Regions from separate parts of the Mus musculus genome. Here region 2 is linked to region 1. Evidence: chromatin contacts called from public promoter capture Hi-C data. All regions are on one chromosome and are shown on one strand. Each heading gives the region's core, a stretch centred on a gene start, on an enhancer-like site or on the middle of the called end of the contact. The rest is flanking DNA. Distances are from core to core; before and after follow the strand shown.

Evidence for each region. Promoter capture Hi-C pulls out the DNA fragments that hold promoters and counts their contacts.
Region 2: a contact with region 1 is called in a promoter capture Hi-C map of the HPC-7 cell line. The contact joins the enhancer-like site here to the promoter of 9930012K11Rik in region 1. A contact is called at or near these places in 12 of 39 promoter capture datasets (the 3T3-L1 cell line, 3T3-L1-derived adipocytes, the C10 cell line and 9 more), 1 of 15 datasets of contacts at CTCF or cohesin (large pre-B cells), 6 of 115 datasets of contacts at active chromatin or transcription factors (bone marrow-derived macrophages, embryonic basal ganglia, oligodendrocyte precursor cells and 2 more) and 3 of 9 other capture datasets (adipose tissue, liver and pancreatic islet).

What each region holds. Positions count from the first base shown.
Region 1 is chr14:70,157,342-70,161,181 of GRCm38.p6, reverse strand. 9930012K11Rik (RIKEN cDNA 9930012K11 gene) reads left to right here and starts at 1,680. Exons shown (of 7, transcript NM_001112735.1): 1 at 1,680-1,850; 2 at 3,528-3,840. The coding sequence starts at 1,802.
Region 2 is chr14:70,322,105-70,325,944 of GRCm38.p6, reverse strand. All of the region lies in intron 2 of Slc39a14 (solute carrier family 39 (zinc transporter), member 14), which reads left to right. Among named protein-coding and RNA genes, the nearest start is that of Slc39a14, 27 kb to the left of the region's middle. Within about 2 kb of position 2,099, at least 31 of the 459 cell types and tissues checked have an H3K27ac peak or open chromatin away from gene starts, as enhancers often do. A contact at or near this core is called in the HPC-7 cell line, liver and pro-B cells, where this site is marked.

The DNA of each region.
Region 1 (3,840 bases), core at 431-2,930:
CAAGAAAAGAGACCTAGGTAATGGCAGGTACTGCAGGGACACACAAGCCTTGGGGTAATGAAGGACTGGCTGGGTTATGAATTAGCTTCAGTCAGGACATTAGATGCAGAAGGAAGCCTAGCCCACTACCTCAGGTCCAGTTCCCATGAAGGCTGTGACAGATCAGACCTGGCCCAGCCTTGCACAAAGGGGCGGGGCCCTATCTGGGAGGGAGTGTATGTTGAGGAGTGTATTTAGTGGGGTGTGTGTGGGTTCTTTGTGCTGAGACACTGCATTCCTGCTGGCCTGGCTTCCTGTTTCTAGATGCATTCCTGACCCTAGTCACCAGGGATACTGCTGCTTGGAATCTGGGCCCCACATTTTCCAAATTCAGGGCAAAATTAGGCAAAGGATACCCCTGTTTTACTTCCCTACAGCTTCACCTTGGGGGGGTGGGAGCCACCTGGCTTGGCTGGAGAAGCTTGCTTCTCTGGATCTTCTTGGGCTTGGAGAAGGCAGTTCTGCCAGGTCCAGCATCCTGTTTCCCTCATTATATTTGAAGGACAGGCATGGGGGTGGGGTGGAGCAGCCAGCAACCCTGGGAACTCATGCTGCAGGAAAAGGGCTTGACCTAAACAGCAAGGTTCTGAAGATGACAGAGGACTGCAACTCAGCTCTCATCTTGTAACGGGGGTTGGGGGGATGGGGGAGTGGGAGAGTGGAGGAGGTTGTGGGGCTCAGTTTGCCAACTTCATAGTACTGCAATTTGCATTGTTGGTGGCTCTCTGACAAAGGAACCAGCGGAGAGCTTTAGAAGATGGGATCAAGGAAGAAGCAAGGAGAGGGGCGGGCGACTTCCGGTGACTCTGGCTCTCAGTCTCTTCTCCAGGTCACCCATATTTGCCTCTAGGGCATTTGAGGCCAGCTGAGATTTCCCAGTCCTTATTGGCTTCAGAGAAAGGGGATGTTTCCCTAGAAGCCCCAGTACCATCTGGTCACCTGGTAGTTGGCCATCAGCTGCTTCCTGGGCTCCTTTTTAGAATGGGGTAGGGGTAGAATGGAACCGGGCCGAGGGTGGTGGCTGCTAGGGTCAGGGAAGCATTTAAACTTCTGCTCAGCCTCCAGGCTGTGGTTCACCTCCTGCCCACAGCCTGCAGACCCAGCCACCACACGCCTACAGCAGCACCCAGATAAGACAGGCCTGGGCTAGGTAAGGGGTTCTTAAGGAGCTCTGGACACAGGTTTTCCCAGGGCGCAGAACCCTTTCCCCTTCCTGACAGGCTGAGGGACCTGCCCTCAAGTTATACAGCTGTGAGGCCGGATGCAGCCCTAGTCTGCCTTCTTCCCTCCGCCAGCACTGTGGGGTTCCATTTCCTTCCGGGCTGTTGTGCAGTGCAGCTCCGCATTAGTAAGGTTCCAAGCTGCAGCAGCAGGAACACAGGCAACTCGAGCAGTGTGTGTGTGTGTGTGTGTGTGTGTGTGTGTGTCTCGGGGTGGGGAGCGGTGACCTCTCGCAGCCAGCCGGCTAAAGCCCTCGAGTGGGTACACTCTCCTCCAAGAGCACTTAATTGGGGCACTTCTGCTGCAAGGGCTGGGGATATGAGCCTAGGGAAGGCAGTCTCCAGACTGATGATGCCTAGGTCAGTGCCCTCCACCTGCGTGCCGCGCCCCGCCCCGCCCCGCCCCCCGCAGGGAGTGTCCTGGAACCACGCCCATCTGGGCAGGGATCCACGGGCAGAGCCGCTCCAGCACAGCTAGGGACTTGGGGACGCCCGAGATCACTCCGGTGCCGCTGCAGCGGTTTCCACGTCTGGAACACGCCATGCTGAGCCGGCGCCGCGTCTTTGCGGTGGAGCGACTTGGCGGCCGGGGTGAGTCGCGTTGCCTCCCACCCTGGGGTCGTCTCCTATTCTCCAGCCCCGCTCAAGCGGCGTCCACCGGCCGCGCCCCCTTGCTTCCTTGCTTTGAAGGAGTCGAGTGAATAGGCTTGGGACGCCATACACAGCGCAGATCCTCCGGGATTTGCAGGCCAATCACCCATCACCCACATTCTATGGTCCGTCGTCTCCTTTCCCCCTAATTCCCATTGTGGAAGCTTCTTCTATCCGAGGTTGGGTGGCTCCGATATTCTTGCCCCAGCCAGCAATCCTGCAAGCCCCTTGGTGGCCACAAACCCATTTCTCAGGGATGGTTGCCGGGTTTAGGCTTCCTGGTACACTTCCTGATCCAGAGGGGACGGGCTGGCATCCTCTTCCCGCCAAAGCTGCCCAAGCTTCTGCCCGATGCCCATAGACCACCTAGGCCATCATAACCCCTGGCACAAAGGTGGTAATAAGTGGATGCTAACCAAAGGGGCGAGGAGATTCGTGCCTATAATCCCAGCACTTGGGAGGATTCGTGCCTATAATCCCAGCACTGAGGCAGGAGGAATACTGGGAGTTCAAGGGCAGTTGAGGATACAGAGTAAAACACTGTTTCAAAACAAACAAAACAAAACAAAACAAAACCAAAGTCAGTTTCCTTGTTTTACTTAGTTTATACTTAAAAGGTTTTTGTTGTTGTTTAAATTTTTTACTTTTGTCTGATTTACCTGTGTGGACTGGATGGGGAAGTCAAACGAGGGGCTCAGAGCCCTTGGATTGGAGTTTCGAACACCCATGTAGGTGCTGGGAACCCAAGACCCACCCAAGACCCACCCAACGCCCATCTTCTGGAAAAGTAGTATTTTAAAATACTGAATCATTGATCCAACTCCAAAAACTTCCATTTGTCACATGATCATCCTTTCTTGCTTAAAAAAACAAAATTATTCTAAATGATTATAATTGCCAGCCGGGCATGGTGGCACATGCCTTTAATCCCAGCACTTGGGAGGCAGAGACAGGCGAATTTCTGAGTTCAAGGCCAGCCTGGTCTAGAGAGTGAGTTCCAGGACAACCTGGAACACAGAGAAACCCTTGGGGAGGGGGCATTGTTTTTATTGCTGCTGCTGCTATTTCTGTTTTGCAGTGTGAGGATGGGACCCAGTGCCCTGTGTGTGCACTCTCTGAAAGCTCTCACAGGGTCACATCTCAGCCCCAGTTGCTGTCATTTTTACCAGTGTCCTCATAAACTCTAGGCGATACCTCATTCTGCTTCCTGGTGTGTCAGGGACTCCAGATAGCACTGTGTAGCCCCGTCCTTCACTTCGCTCTTTCTCCCTCCCATATCCAGGAAGTCCGAGGCACTTAGACTTGATTGTTTCAGGTGAATCTTAGTTAAGGGTCTCTTAAGCTATCTGCATTGCTGTTTGTCATGACTTGCAAGGACTTTGCCTACCACATGCTGGAAGTGTAGGTTTCTGTTGGCTGTCAACAATTGTTATAAGAACCCTATCTATACATCTTCCAAGCAAGGCTGGAACTTTATCCCAGTGGGGATGGGGTTGTCCTGTGTCTTTGTTCACCACTGGTACAGGACACACCTCCTCAAGGGAATGCTGTTGAGTGCTAGGAATGCTGGAGGCGTTGAGGGCATCCTGCCCAGCTTGATACGGATTCTCCTTACAGATGGGGCCTTTGAGGACCTGGCACAAGGCTGTGTGGTGCCAGGAGTCACTTGCACCTACAGACGGATACCAGACAACACTCACGAATGTTCACTGGACTTCAGGGAGGGACAGAATGAGCTGAGAGGTCTGGAGAGACAGATGCCACTTCTGAAACTGGCTTCCCAGGACTCGGGCATGGAGATGGTTGTTGGGGACAGCTCCTTGGCTACCTTATCAGGACTTTCTCAAGATTCTCTGAACCTTGAGCCCATGGGGAGCCCTGAGCTGCCTCCTGCTCAGCTAGACCGGCTGCTGGCCAGACAGAAGCTGGA
Region 2 (3,840 bases), core at 850-3,349, 160 kb before region 1:
TGTGTGTTTGCCTGTGTGAATTTATGTACATCCTATGTGTGTAAGAGCCTGTGGAGGTTGGAAGAGGGTGTTGGATTTTCTGGCATTGGAGTTGCAGATGATTGTGGGTACTGGAAACCCTGTTTTTCCTCCCTCTTACAATAGTTTTCTCAAGCTTCCTTTGTTGGTATGTCTGGTCTAAGTTCCTGGCAGAATTCGGTTCTCTGACAACTATAATCTATCTTCTAGTACCTCTGTGGTGCCGTTTGGTTCCTCTCTTCCTCTTTTCCTTTTGTTGTACGCTAGCTCCACTCTGCACGTGTGTGTCATGTATTTTTGTACACACGCCTGTGTGTGCACGTGAGTGAATCTGCATGTGTAGGAGTATGTATGGAACCCAGGGGCCAATGTTAGGCATCTTCCTTCAAGTTCCTTGCCTGACTGTTTGAGGCAGTGTTCCCCCTGTACCTGGACCTTACCTAGCTGGCCAGCAAGCCCCGGGAATGAATCCTCTTGGCTCTTCTTTCCAGTGCTGACATTACAAGCCCTGGCTCCCATAGCTGTCTCTCACATGGGCGCTGGGGACTGAGCTATCTCCCCTCAGCCCTCGTTTATGATTTGTGTCTTTTTGGTTTTGTTTGTTTTATACATAGAATTTAACTATTGAGACTAGGCCTGCCTAGAATTCCTGTCTCCCACCCTTATCTCAGCCTCCCAAGTGCTGTCGTCTGGTGGGCCCACTGTTCTGGCCATGGGCAGAACTATTTTCCTTGAATCTTGTGATGCTAGTATGCATGGCTTTGCCTGTGTTTGCCTAATGATCTATTGTTCCCCAAAATAGAAGAACCGCCCCCTTCCTTCCCACCAGGTGGGTTGACTTGTTCCCCACTTCCCACAGGCGTACAGAGGGTGTTCAGCGATGTTCTCTGGGTCTGGAGAATGGGGGTGTGGCAGGGATGTGACTCTGTCCTCTATTCTGGGATTCTTGTGAATGATTCCTGGAATACTGCCATGGTTCAGTCTACTGTTTTGGTAAAGTACCCCCCATTTCCATTGGAAGGAATACTGAGTCTCCTGGGACTGGCAAGTTATCCTTAGGTCAGTGAGTGAGTGTGTGTGTGTGTTGGAGTCCTTCTACTGGAGAGAGGCAGCTTTCCTTCCCATCTCCCACAAAGAGTTTTCCCCATAACCTTTCTATTGGAAAAGACCAAGAATTGGTGGCAGTTTATCTCTCACTGGGCTTGGGGCCTTTGTGAGAAATGGCCTAGTTTTGCTCAGCTCATCATTTGGGTTGTCTCAGTTGGGCCTGAGAGAGAGAGAGCATTTTCTTTTTAGTCATGGTCAAGGCAGTTGGGAAGTGTGTGTCATTTAGCCAACACACTTGGATTGTAGTGAGTCAGAGACTGTCAGGGAAGGTCAACTGGGGCAGCCATCTTAGAACCAGTTCTAGCTAGCCCTCCTGAAATGGAACTTCTGGCCCTTCAGGCATCCTGTCCTCAAAGATAAAGATTAGGTGAGGTTGAAATTCAGTTTGGTCACCTAGGAAGCATTCCATGTGACAAGGGAGGAGAAGGGTCTTAAGTACACATCTCAGTAGCCTCAGAAAAACTTGCCTTGGCCAAGTTTGTCTTGGATCCTGTTCGAGTATGTCTGTCTGTATGTCTGGTTTTTATTTGTTTTTATGGCAGTGCTCAAAGAAACCTGGGTAGAGAGTAGTAGCCTAGGCCAGTCCAAGTTCCTCCAAGTTCCTATTCTATTCTCCTTGGTGATCAACTTCTTGACTGAGCCTCAAGGCAAGCTACCACCTAGTTACCACCACCTCAAAGAAGTGCTTTGCTTCTTTCTCTCCATTAGGTCTGGAAGAAAAACAGAGCTCGATAAATACTGCAGAAAAGTGTGCCAACATAGCTGGCAAAATCACATTTGTGGGTGCTTCTGAACCCAATGAGGGGGTGACAGCCGGCAGGATTCAGCTTAGCTTCTCATGGGCAGGGGGCCAGTCACAGTGCTCCAGGATTCCGAGATGAACGTCATATTGTCCCCTGAGGCTTAGGTCTAGTGCTTAGAGATAGACCTGAGGCTGTGGAATACCTTACTTCTGACCCTGAGCCTAGTGGTCAGCGGGGGGCGGGACTCCAGCCGCTCTTTAATGGGCAGGGCCTGGATTGAGTAGCCACACACCGGAGCCTTGTCTCAGGCTCAGCTCTCTGGGAGGACGACAGTTGCCCCTGTACACCACTGAGGGAGGAACTCTGGTAAGACCTGCGTGTGTTCTCTCTGCCTTTCTTTATTTCCTCCAGGGAATCTGGGTTTTTATTTGCTTGCTTGCTTGCTTGTGGGTTGTGGGTTGTTTTCTGGGTAGTGTCTGCCTGCCCGTGTGCTCTCTTGAGTCTTCCTGTGTAGCCCTGGCTGACCTGGGACTCAGTTTATGTGGATCCATTAGCGATTATCCTGCCTCTGCCTCCCAAGTGCTCAGATTACAAATGTGAGCCACCATGCCTGGCTAACATCAAAGAGTCTTTTATAAACATTTCTCCCCCAAGACTAACTTACAGTTAAGGAAAAACAAAAAAATAAACAAACAAACAAAAAAAAAAAAAAAAAAAAAACCAAAAATCTCTGCTGGAGCAGAGCTCGCCCTGTACTGCTTACAAAAGGCCGGGGTCATTGAGTTTTTAGTGCCCTCAGCAGTTCCAAGACCTCCGGGCAAGGACTCCTAACTGCCCCAGCTTCCTTACTTTTGTGTGAGATAGGCCAGGTGACAGAGCTCTGCCCACTGGGTCTTCCTATCAGCAAGGACTGGCTGTCACTTCAGAGCCACCCCCACCCCCACCACTACCACACACACACACACACCCTATCTTTATAAAGTCCAAAAGCAGTGTTTTCTAGAGGAGGCTGGCAGCCATGTGGCAAGGTGAGAGGAAAGAGGTTTCCTGGAGAAGGCGTTAGCCCCGGGCTTGTGGTGTGGTGTGGTGGAGGGCAGTTCTCTAATGTTCCAGGCTGCCCTCTAAGCCATGCGAGGGATCTCAGGGCTACTAAGCCTCTGAAGAGCCAATCCATCATAAATGCCAACCTCTACCTGAATGCCTAACCAGGTTGAGCTGCCAAAGTCAAGTCAGCCACAGTGCCCACATGAATGGTTGTTGTTTCCTTTTCCATAGTATTTTGAAGTTGCTGAGGGGAAATTTGAGAAAGGTATATGAAGTAGGAACCGTGCTTTGTTCTAAGATTCTACAACAAGAGCCCTGTAAGATAGCTTGGCCTCCACAGTACCCCTAGCTGCCCCTCCTCCCAGATCTTCAGGGTATCCCTAGCCTGGATATAGTGTCCCCACTAGTGCTGACAGAAATCGGCAGATCTCTGTGCAGAGGCCTACAGAGTTAGTTCTGGGGTTCTCCACAGTATCCAGGGCACATGTTCTCTGTCTTCATGCTGAGCCCATGGCGGATGCCAGGACTTAGACGTCATTCAGACCTGACTTCAGTTCATAAAAAATTCAGTTTGCCTTGAGATCTTGTTTCTTGGCCTCCGGATCCCAGCTTCTGTATCTATTAAGTAGGTATCTTTCCCAGGTTCTTTGTAAGGGAATAATGAATGAATGCCAGGGCCATAGCAAGATCTGCCCTTGGAAAAGGCTGACACTTGGCATTTCTCCTTAACTAAATCTACTTAGACCTCTGCCCCTCGCACATACAGCCCTCTCATTGAGGAAAATGTAGACAGCTCGCAACCTGGCTGGCTGGATAGCCAACTTATCTCCCTCCCTCCCTCCCTCCCTCCCTCCCTCCCTCCCTCCCTCCCTCCCTCCCTCCCTCTTTCTCTCCTTCCCTCCCTCCATTCATTTTTCTTTTCCGTTCG